Regions from separate parts of the Mus musculus genome. Here regions 1 and 2 are each linked to region 3. A link is a contact called in public targeted proximity ligation data. All regions are on one chromosome and are shown on one strand. The core of a region is the stretch at or near the end of the contact, and the rest is flanking DNA. Distances in the headings are between cores, read along the strand shown. Region 1 has its middle 25 kb from the start of Gm41842. Region 2 has its middle 15 kb from the start of Fgfbp3. Region 3 holds the start of 4931408D14Rik (RIKEN cDNA 4931408D14 gene).

Region 1 (2,700 bases), core at 137-2,636, 260 kb before region 3:
GAGCCGTGTCCACATGCCCTGACCTGAATTTCACAGAACAAAGATCTTGGAACTATCTCTCCACACCTATAACTAGTCTCTCTTTATAACTAGGCTTACAGTTAATAAATAGCCTTGGAGGTGGAAGTGAAATTTAAGGTTTAAGACTGTGTTTCAGGAGGCAGAGGCAGGAGGATTTCTGAGTTTGAGGCCAGCTTGGTCTACAAAGTGAGTTCCAGGAACAGCCAGGGCTATACAGAGAAACTCTGTATCAAAAAAAAAAAAAAAAAAAAAAAAAGACTGTGTTTCAGGGCTGAGAAATGGCTCATCAGCTAAGAGCATCTACCGCTTGTGTAGAGAGAGAACCCTTAAATTCAATCCTGCAGCTCAGAGTAGCCTCTTATTTCCAGCTCCAGGGGATCCAGTGTCCTCTTCTGGCTTCTGGGAGCACCTGCACTCATGTGCACAACCCTCCACACAAACACTCATGCATACAAACAATTTAAAAAAAAAATAAGTCTAAAAGTCCAAATATAGGTCAATATCACGTTGGCCAAATTCTGATTCCTCAGAAAACCTTCTGGTTCTTTTGCTCTCGCAGTAGAGTAGTAATGGCCTTTGTAGAGATCTGAAGTTTGTGTTGCACAGAAATGTGTCTGGTGGTGATGGTGATGATCATGGTGGTGGTGATGGTGATGATGATGGTGGTGATGATGGTGATGATGATGATGATGGTGATGATGTCATCTCAGTAAATGAAACTGAGCATAGTAACAATGTTTTCATCCTCAGAACCTGGGTGTAATGAACTTTCTCTTTAGTGAACACCTATACGTTTAGTCTCATTACTTTTATACCAAATTTTCTATTCAGTACAAATTATATTGTTAATTGAAAACTCACAAACACTTCTAGATGTGACTAATGCAGGCTAGGTCTTGTCTGCCCCCCCCCCCAAGTCACTAGACAACCAGGCTACGCCTATCCTTCTACTTCCTATCCTAAGGGTGGGTTCAAATCTCAGGTTACCTCAAGATGAAAAACTCCACTGCAGTGGCTGTCTTACAAGAGCAGTTTCTGTAGATGAGGGGAGTTAAAGGAGACAAAATAAGGAGGGAGAGAGAGAGAGAGAGAGAGAGAGAGAGAGAGAGAGAGAGAGAGAGAGAATATAGTCTATGAACCCAAATGTTGGTCAGTGGATCTATAAGGTTGTGGAAACCTATGGAAGTTTCCTTCTGCTGACTTTATTTTCTCAGTAGACAGGAAGCAAGGTCCTTGTAACAATGAGGTGGGAAGAGAAGAAAAATAAAGGTATAAAATAATCCACTCACAACAGAACAACAGATAAGGGCCTAGAGAAATATACAAGGCAAGAGCTGAGAAGCCAGAAGGGCCATAGAGATAAGGGATCCAGAATGAGACCAGATGTCCAGCGCTTGCCCAGAAGCCCTGCATTTGGGAGATGGAGGCAGGAGAGCATAGAGTTTGAAGCTGACCTCACCGACAGGAGACCCTGTCCATGACAGAAAGGAGAGAGACAGAGATAGAGACAGAGACACAGAGAAAGAACAAAAGAACAACAAAATCGAACAAAGCCAGGCCCAGCTTGGCTTTGTGCCATGTTCCAGCTTTGTTCGGCTGTGGGACTAGGGTAGAGAAAGTCTACTTGAACAAAGGCTCCGTCTAGTCCAACAAAATGAGTAGGGTCACGAGGCCAAGGGGGTGACTCGGGCTAGGAGTATCCGTGGGTGACTGCGACATTAGAGCTGAGTCAATGAACGTGCGGTTCTGAAGTTGCAAGTCTGTTAGTGTCCCCCGAACCATCCCTCCCCATACCAAATCTACCCACTTACCGATAGCCTATCAGAGTGAGTTCAAAGTTTATGCAAAAATAAGCATGTTAGCCTTCATCCAAGACTTCCCACTGCTGACCTGAGGGCAAAGCTGTGCTCCTGAACTCCGGACGTTGGTAAACTTCCTGCCATTTCTTAATCCACAAAGTCAAGATTCCAGCGGGCTTCCTGGCATGGCTAAGTGCCAGGCCAGCCAGAATATCCTCATTACCTGTGGAGAACAGGACGTCAGCGCTCTGCAGCCCACAGTGTGGCTTTGCTCTCGAGCCCAGTATCCTGGAAGTTCAGTGGGTAACAAGGCTGAGCCTTCCGGATTGCCTGTATACCCAAGATGGGGATTCTGTCTCCTCTCTCTCTCTCTCTCTCTCTCTCTCTCTCTCTCTCTCTCTCTCTCTCTCTCTGTGTGTGTGTGTGTGTGGTGTGTGTGTGTGTGTGGTGTGTGTGTGTGTGTGTCTTTTTCTTTCCCTCCCTCACTCCTTCACAGAAAACTCAAATTTTTTTCTTTTTTAGTATCTGAATTGATGTCTCTGACCCAGATATTCATAATCTGCCTTCTTCAAAGCATCTGGTCAGGGTTTTTAAACTTTTCTCCTTTTTAGGTAATATGGACCACTGGGTTAATTCATAGTCTTTCAGTCCAGCCTCTTCTTAAGACTCTCCAAGCAATAAATAAAGTACTATAATATCCAGGAACTCTAAACACGTGGAAGCTTGCTTCCTTGACTAAGAGAGATGAATCAGAAAGTAATGTGTTTTGCTTCTGTGAAATGAAAGAGAAATGTTCTTGTGAAGTTTTAAAGTTGTCAAAGACTGTCGAGGTCATTCATACAATCGTTAATAGCCACCCCCCTTCCCAAGCTCAGGTCCT
Region 2 (2,714 bases), core at 31-2,530, 360 kb after region 3:
AAGCCTTTTCTTGCATATCTTCTTTTATATTTATTCATTTTTTTTACTTAATTTGAAAGAAATATTTTATTATATGTACATACATATACATGAATATACATATGTGTGTGTGTGTGTGTGTGTGTGTGTGTGTGACACAAAGTGTCATGTAGTCCAGGATAGCCTCCAACCTCCAATTCACTGTACTTACACACACACACACACACACACATGTTTGAGATAAAGTGTTATATAGTCCAGGATAGCCTCCACCACACTGTGTAGCTGAGGCTGGCCCTTATTTACTATTACTCCTACCTCGACCTCCTGGGTGCTAGGATTACAGGCATACCTGGTTTGAGACAGATGTCATGGCGTGGTGGCTCAGGCCTTTATTTCAGCACTCGGGAGGCAGAGGCAGGCAGATTTCTGAGTTCGAGGCCAGCCTGGTCTACAAAGTGAGTTCCAGGACAGCCAGGGCTGCACAGAGGAACCCTGTCTCGAAAAAAACAAACAAAACCAAAAACAAACAAACAAAAAAAAAAAACCAAAAACAAAAAAAAGACTTATGTATGAGTGACCTACTTGCGTGCCAGAAAAGGGCATCAGACCCCATTATAGATAGTCGTGAACCACCATCTATTTGCTGGGAATTGAACTCAGGATCTCTGGAAGAGCACTGGGCCATCTCTCCACCCCACCCCCACCCCGCAATCTGTTTTCACTTTGTGAGAAACTGTTTCTCAAAGTCTTCTGGATGGGGAAACTTCCCAGTGATCTTTTTAGCATCACAATCCTCCTGCCTCCGCTTCTCAAGGGTCGGAATCACAAATGTGCCCCCACCCCCCACCCCCGACAGGACAGCCGTTTTAGGCTCCAGGTTGGGCCGTATCTTCCAGTGAGAGAAGCCCAGCTCCACGATTTCCTGTTTCCTAAATTATTTAAATTGCGGTGAGACCTTGTGGTTCTAGAAAATGGAATTAGGGTGACCAAACAGTGAGGCTCTAGAAACAGATATACCAATAAAGTCCTATGCACGAGCCAGGGAGGGCGAACGCGACTCGTCCCAGCAGGGCGGGTCAGGTGTCTGGAGCGCCTTTTCCCCCTAACTTGACTCCCCTCCCGCTCCCCGCCCCGGCGAGCACAGGGTTAATCGTGGGCCAGGGGCCTCTGCTCGGCCCACATTCCGTCGCTCAAAGGGTCGGGTGGTCTGATGCCAGTGGGGTGATTTCGCCTCTTCATGTCCCACCCTCCCACTGGCCAAGCCCGCACCCCTCCCCGGCCGCCCTGGCGCCGCACGGTCACGTTACCTTCGCCGCCATTCAGGCGACCCTGTGGGCTTACAAAGCAGGGACATTAAGAAGTCTACGGGCGTCGCTGCAATTAGAAACGTGGGGCCAAGATCGGGGACAGTTACCGTGGTACTGCAGGCCAGGTCGTCCCGTCTCGCATTCTGACAGCTTCCGAAATGTAACTCGCTGGTGTTTGGTGAATTTCTTTGTCTGCATTTTGGAAATAAAGCATGGCACAGCTGCAAAAGGTGGTGTGCCTTTTCATCAAGTCCATGTTTACGGGACAAAAAGGAGTCGCCATTGTTTAATTTTATACGTCATGTTTTGCAAAATATAAACATATATGAGGAAATCGGGTTTTAATCTGTGGCAACCTAAATGAAAAGAACAATCCAGAAAACCGAGGTCCAATCTCTGAGCCTGCTCTGTGACCTTTTTATTAATAAGCCTGCGCTGGCAACATTCCCTGAGATATTTGGTAAAACAAAATAGTGTTTCCTTTTAAGGGCTTCGGAGTTGACCCATCAGGAGGTTTTAGACTAACTTCCCTTTAGCATCCGATCATAACAGAGAAAGTTCGATTAAGTCCATCCATTTAACTAGAGAAAGTAAATTAGCATGCAAGATGAGCAGAATGAAATGCCCAAACACAGCTCAAATCTGTCACTTCAAGCAGTGATACTCAGGGAGTCTGTAATGATTTAAGGGTGACTAGGGACTGACCGCCTAGTACCCTGAAGAAAAGCACATAATACCTTTATTCCCAGTATTCCCGAAGGATGAGTTCAGGATGCTGTAGGTACCCTGGACAGAGAAGTCTTAAGGAGTCAAGGTTTTGGAAGCCGGGGAACAGGTGGGAGGGGGAAATTCCATCCCTGCACAGTTCCTTCCAAAAACTTATACGTGGGTGCTGGAGCGATGGCTCAATGATTAAGAAAACTCGTTGCTATTGCAGAGGACAGAGGTTTGTTTGGTTTCTAGCATGAACATTGTTGAGATCCATAAGTTGCTCCGCATGTGGTTACATGAACGCCAGTCTCAGTCAGGGATGGTTTACTGAGCACACACCCTAATACTGATCAGACCAGGAACATAGTTCAGACTTCGTGAGCTGAAGCTATGACAACGAACATCTTTCTCTGTCAGCTTATAAAGGAAAAAAACAACCCCCCTCAAAAAAAAAAAAAAAAAAACAACAACAAAAAAAAAAAAACCAAACCCACAATGAGTTCATACGCAGGTGCAGGAAGTGCTGCCTAGTGGTCAGCTCTGACTCATAACAGTTCATACTGACCTTTAACTTGATGGGTCCTACGTAAAGCTTTGTGGACTTTCTTAAGATTAACAAACCTTTTACAGAACATAACAGAGACCCTGCTCTGAGTCAAGTTGTATTTCTGTGGCAATGACTTGGAGGCATTTTACAGCAACAATATGAAATAG
Region 3 (2,700 bases), core at 138-2,637:
TGTATCACACACACATTTGAATACATTATATTTTCATTCAGTTTAAAATATTCAGGTTTCGGGCTGGTGAGATGGCTCAGTGGGTAAGAGCACCCAACTGTTCTTCCGAAGGTCCAGAGTTCAAATCCCAGCAACCACATGGTGGCTCACAGCCATCTGTAACAAGATCTGACGCCCTCTTCTGGAGTGTCTGAAGACAGCTACAGTGTACTTACATATAATAAATAAATAAATCTTAAAAAAAAAATATTCAGGTTTCTCTTGAGACATCTTTGACCTATGTGACATTTAGAAATAAATTCATTTTGGTTTGTTTTGGGTGGTGATGTGCCTTTTGTTTTTTGCAATTCTAAGATGGTAAGCCTAGTCTAGTATGACCTTGGACTTTGTGGACTCAAAAAAAAAAAAAATCCTCCTACCTCTGCTGGCAAGTATTTGGGTCTAACAGCATGTGTCACCAGTTTAGAAATATAGCGTGCATTTGTCAAATATTTAGAGGTTTCCCGGCAATGTTTCCACTATTCTTAGTTTAATTTCACTCAACTCCAAGATCATGCATTTGTTTGCTTCCAGATAGTGGCTTGCTAGAGGCCAAGCTTCTAGCTCACAGTCCTGAGTGCTGGGATGAGAGGTGAGTGTTATCATGCCAGATGCCGACGCCTATTTTCTAGGGCTTTTGTTTTTAAGCTTGTTTAAGTGTGGTTTTCAGTCTGGAATGTAACCTCAGCGAATATTTTATCTGAATTTGAGAGTGATGTTCACCCATACTTGTCGGATGAGTGTTCTTCAAATGTCAACAGATCCAGATGACTAACGGCACCGGCTAGGACTGGCTAGGTTCCACTTGGCTTTGTGCATTTTCTCTCTGATAGGTCGATTACTGTCTGGTGCGTTGCTGGAGTATTGAGCGCTAATGGATTGAGCCTTTTTTGTGTTTTTGTTAAATGGTTTTCTGTTCCCTTGGCTATTTTGACTCCCTGCTGTTCAGCTTGATCATATTAATGACTGTAGGTCTTTTTGGACAATAGACTGCGTTTGTTTTGTGTGGTGCTCCTTTTTGCCCCTGGTCGTTTTCCTTGCACCAGCTGGCTCTGTGCCTGGAAGCTCGGAGCTTGCTCTCTTTGAGTCCTATCCCTGAAGTCGCCCATCCTCTGGGAGGCAGACAGACATCTTCAGCCTCTGAGGCTGATTTACAAACAAGAGTTGGATCCACAGAACAGCAGCCCGGAACTAGGGGCAAGGGTCACATGTCCAGTCAGAAAGAACGCCCTCCTTCACCCAAATTGCTCAAAACTGTTGTTGGCTCTTCTTCAAAACTCTTGATGTTTGGCAATACCGTGTGCACTTTGACCATAGCGTCCAGTGCCTTGTTGAGCAGTTTTCAGTAGACTTTCGCTTTGCACAAACATCTTCTCTGAGTGATCCAACACCTCCTGCAGCTCTGGCAAACTCTGGGTCAGCCCGGAGTCCCTCGAAGCTGGAGCTGAGGTCAGAGAAGCCCAGGACAGCCACGAAGCTGTGGGTCCTCGCGCCTAACAACCACGGTTAAGGATTCTGATACGTTACCAAACCGCCACCCAGAAAGGAATTGCAATGTGGACTTCTACAAGAAATCAGAAACAGTAAAGGTAGCCTGAAAGCCACACCGAAATTACCTGCTACCATCCAGGATGCTGAGCAGACAAGGGTTTGTGGGAATGGGGCGTGGCTAGGCGCCTAGGCACTTATGGATTCTCTTCTTTTCAGAACAGCCTTGCTGCCTGCAGGGGTGACTGAGGCCCTGAAGTCCAGAGCTTTGCTGAGTCGTCACTTGGGAGAGTAAATCTCCAATGGTCTGCCCGTGCAGTGAGCATTGTAACCTGTATCACTGTAAATCTTATTTGCAGTGAGTCCTTGTTCATCCCTTCAGTGTGTGTGTGGGGGGGGGGGGCTGGGGGGGGGCGAGGGAGGGCGGCAGAAGTCGTCCTTGGATATTATTTTCCAGGAGCTATCTATCTTGCTCTTGAAACGGTGCTCACAAAGAAGGATAGGCTGGCTGGCCACCAAAGCCTAGGGACTGTCCTGCCTTTGCCTTGCCCGCACTGGGGTTACAAGTGTGTGCTACCAGGCCTGATTTGTGTGTGTGCTAGGGATCAGACATGAATTCTCAATTGACTGACTGACTCCCTCCCCATTCTGCTGTTCAGAGCTTTTAAGTACTCAGCAGGGGAAAAAATTGCAGGTACACCTTGCTGACTTAACCTCTCTCTTTCAATTTCATAAATATATTTATTATTTAAATTGTGTATATGAGTGTGTATTGTGTATGTGTGTATAAAAAAAGAGTATGTGTATATGAGTGAGTATATGAGTAAATGCTTGTGTATGAGTGTGTATATATGTATGAGTATGAATGTATACTGTGTTATGAATATGTGAGAGTATGCATATGTAACTATACATATACACATATGAGTTAGTGTGTATGAATGTGTTATGTGTATTGTGAGTGTGTATATTTAACTATGTGCGTGTATATATATATATATATATATATATATATATATATATATATATATGAATGAGTATATTGTATGAATGAATGTGTATGTGTATGTGTGTACATGTGTATGTGAGAGAGTGTGTGTTTTCTTAAGCCTAAGTCATGTCTCTAACCTTTCTCTGCAGTAGCTTGCTATGTAGTCCAGACTGGTTTTGAAT

Evidence for each region.
Region 1: a targeted proximity ligation map of pancreatic cancer cells shows a contact between it and region 3. A contact is called at or near these places in 2 of 39 promoter capture datasets (pre-B cells and stem cell-derived epiblast-like cells), 1 of 484 Hi-C or Micro-C datasets (embryonic stem cells), 3 of 130 datasets of targeted methods (the NIH/3T3 cell line, bone marrow-derived macrophages and pancreatic cancer cells) and 1 of 9 other capture datasets (embryonic stem cells).
Region 2: a contact with region 3 is called in a targeted proximity ligation map of embryonic stem cells, with 4 times the contacts expected there. A contact is called at or near these places in 10 of 39 promoter capture datasets (the 3T3-L1 cell line, the C10 cell line, cranial neural crest and 6 more), 7 of 484 Hi-C or Micro-C datasets (the G1E-ER4 cell line, the N1E-115 cell line and embryonic stem cells), 11 of 130 datasets of targeted methods (the NIH/3T3 cell line, astrocytes, cardiomyocytes and 7 more) and 2 of 9 other capture datasets (embryonic stem cells and macrophages).

What each region holds. Positions count from the first base shown.
Region 1 is chr19:37,520,272-37,522,971 of GRCm38.p6, reverse strand. No RefSeq gene overlaps it. Among named protein-coding and RNA genes, the nearest start is that of Gm41842, 25 kb to the left of the region's middle.
Region 2 is chr19:36,902,912-36,905,625 of GRCm38.p6, reverse strand. No RefSeq gene overlaps it. Among named protein-coding and RNA genes, the nearest start is that of Fgfbp3, 15 kb to the left of the region's middle.
Region 3 is chr19:37,262,782-37,265,481 of GRCm38.p6, reverse strand. 4931408D14Rik (RIKEN cDNA 4931408D14 gene) reads left to right here and starts at 1,387. Exons shown (of 3, transcript NR_040299.1): 1 at 1,387-1,628; 2 at 1,747-1,885.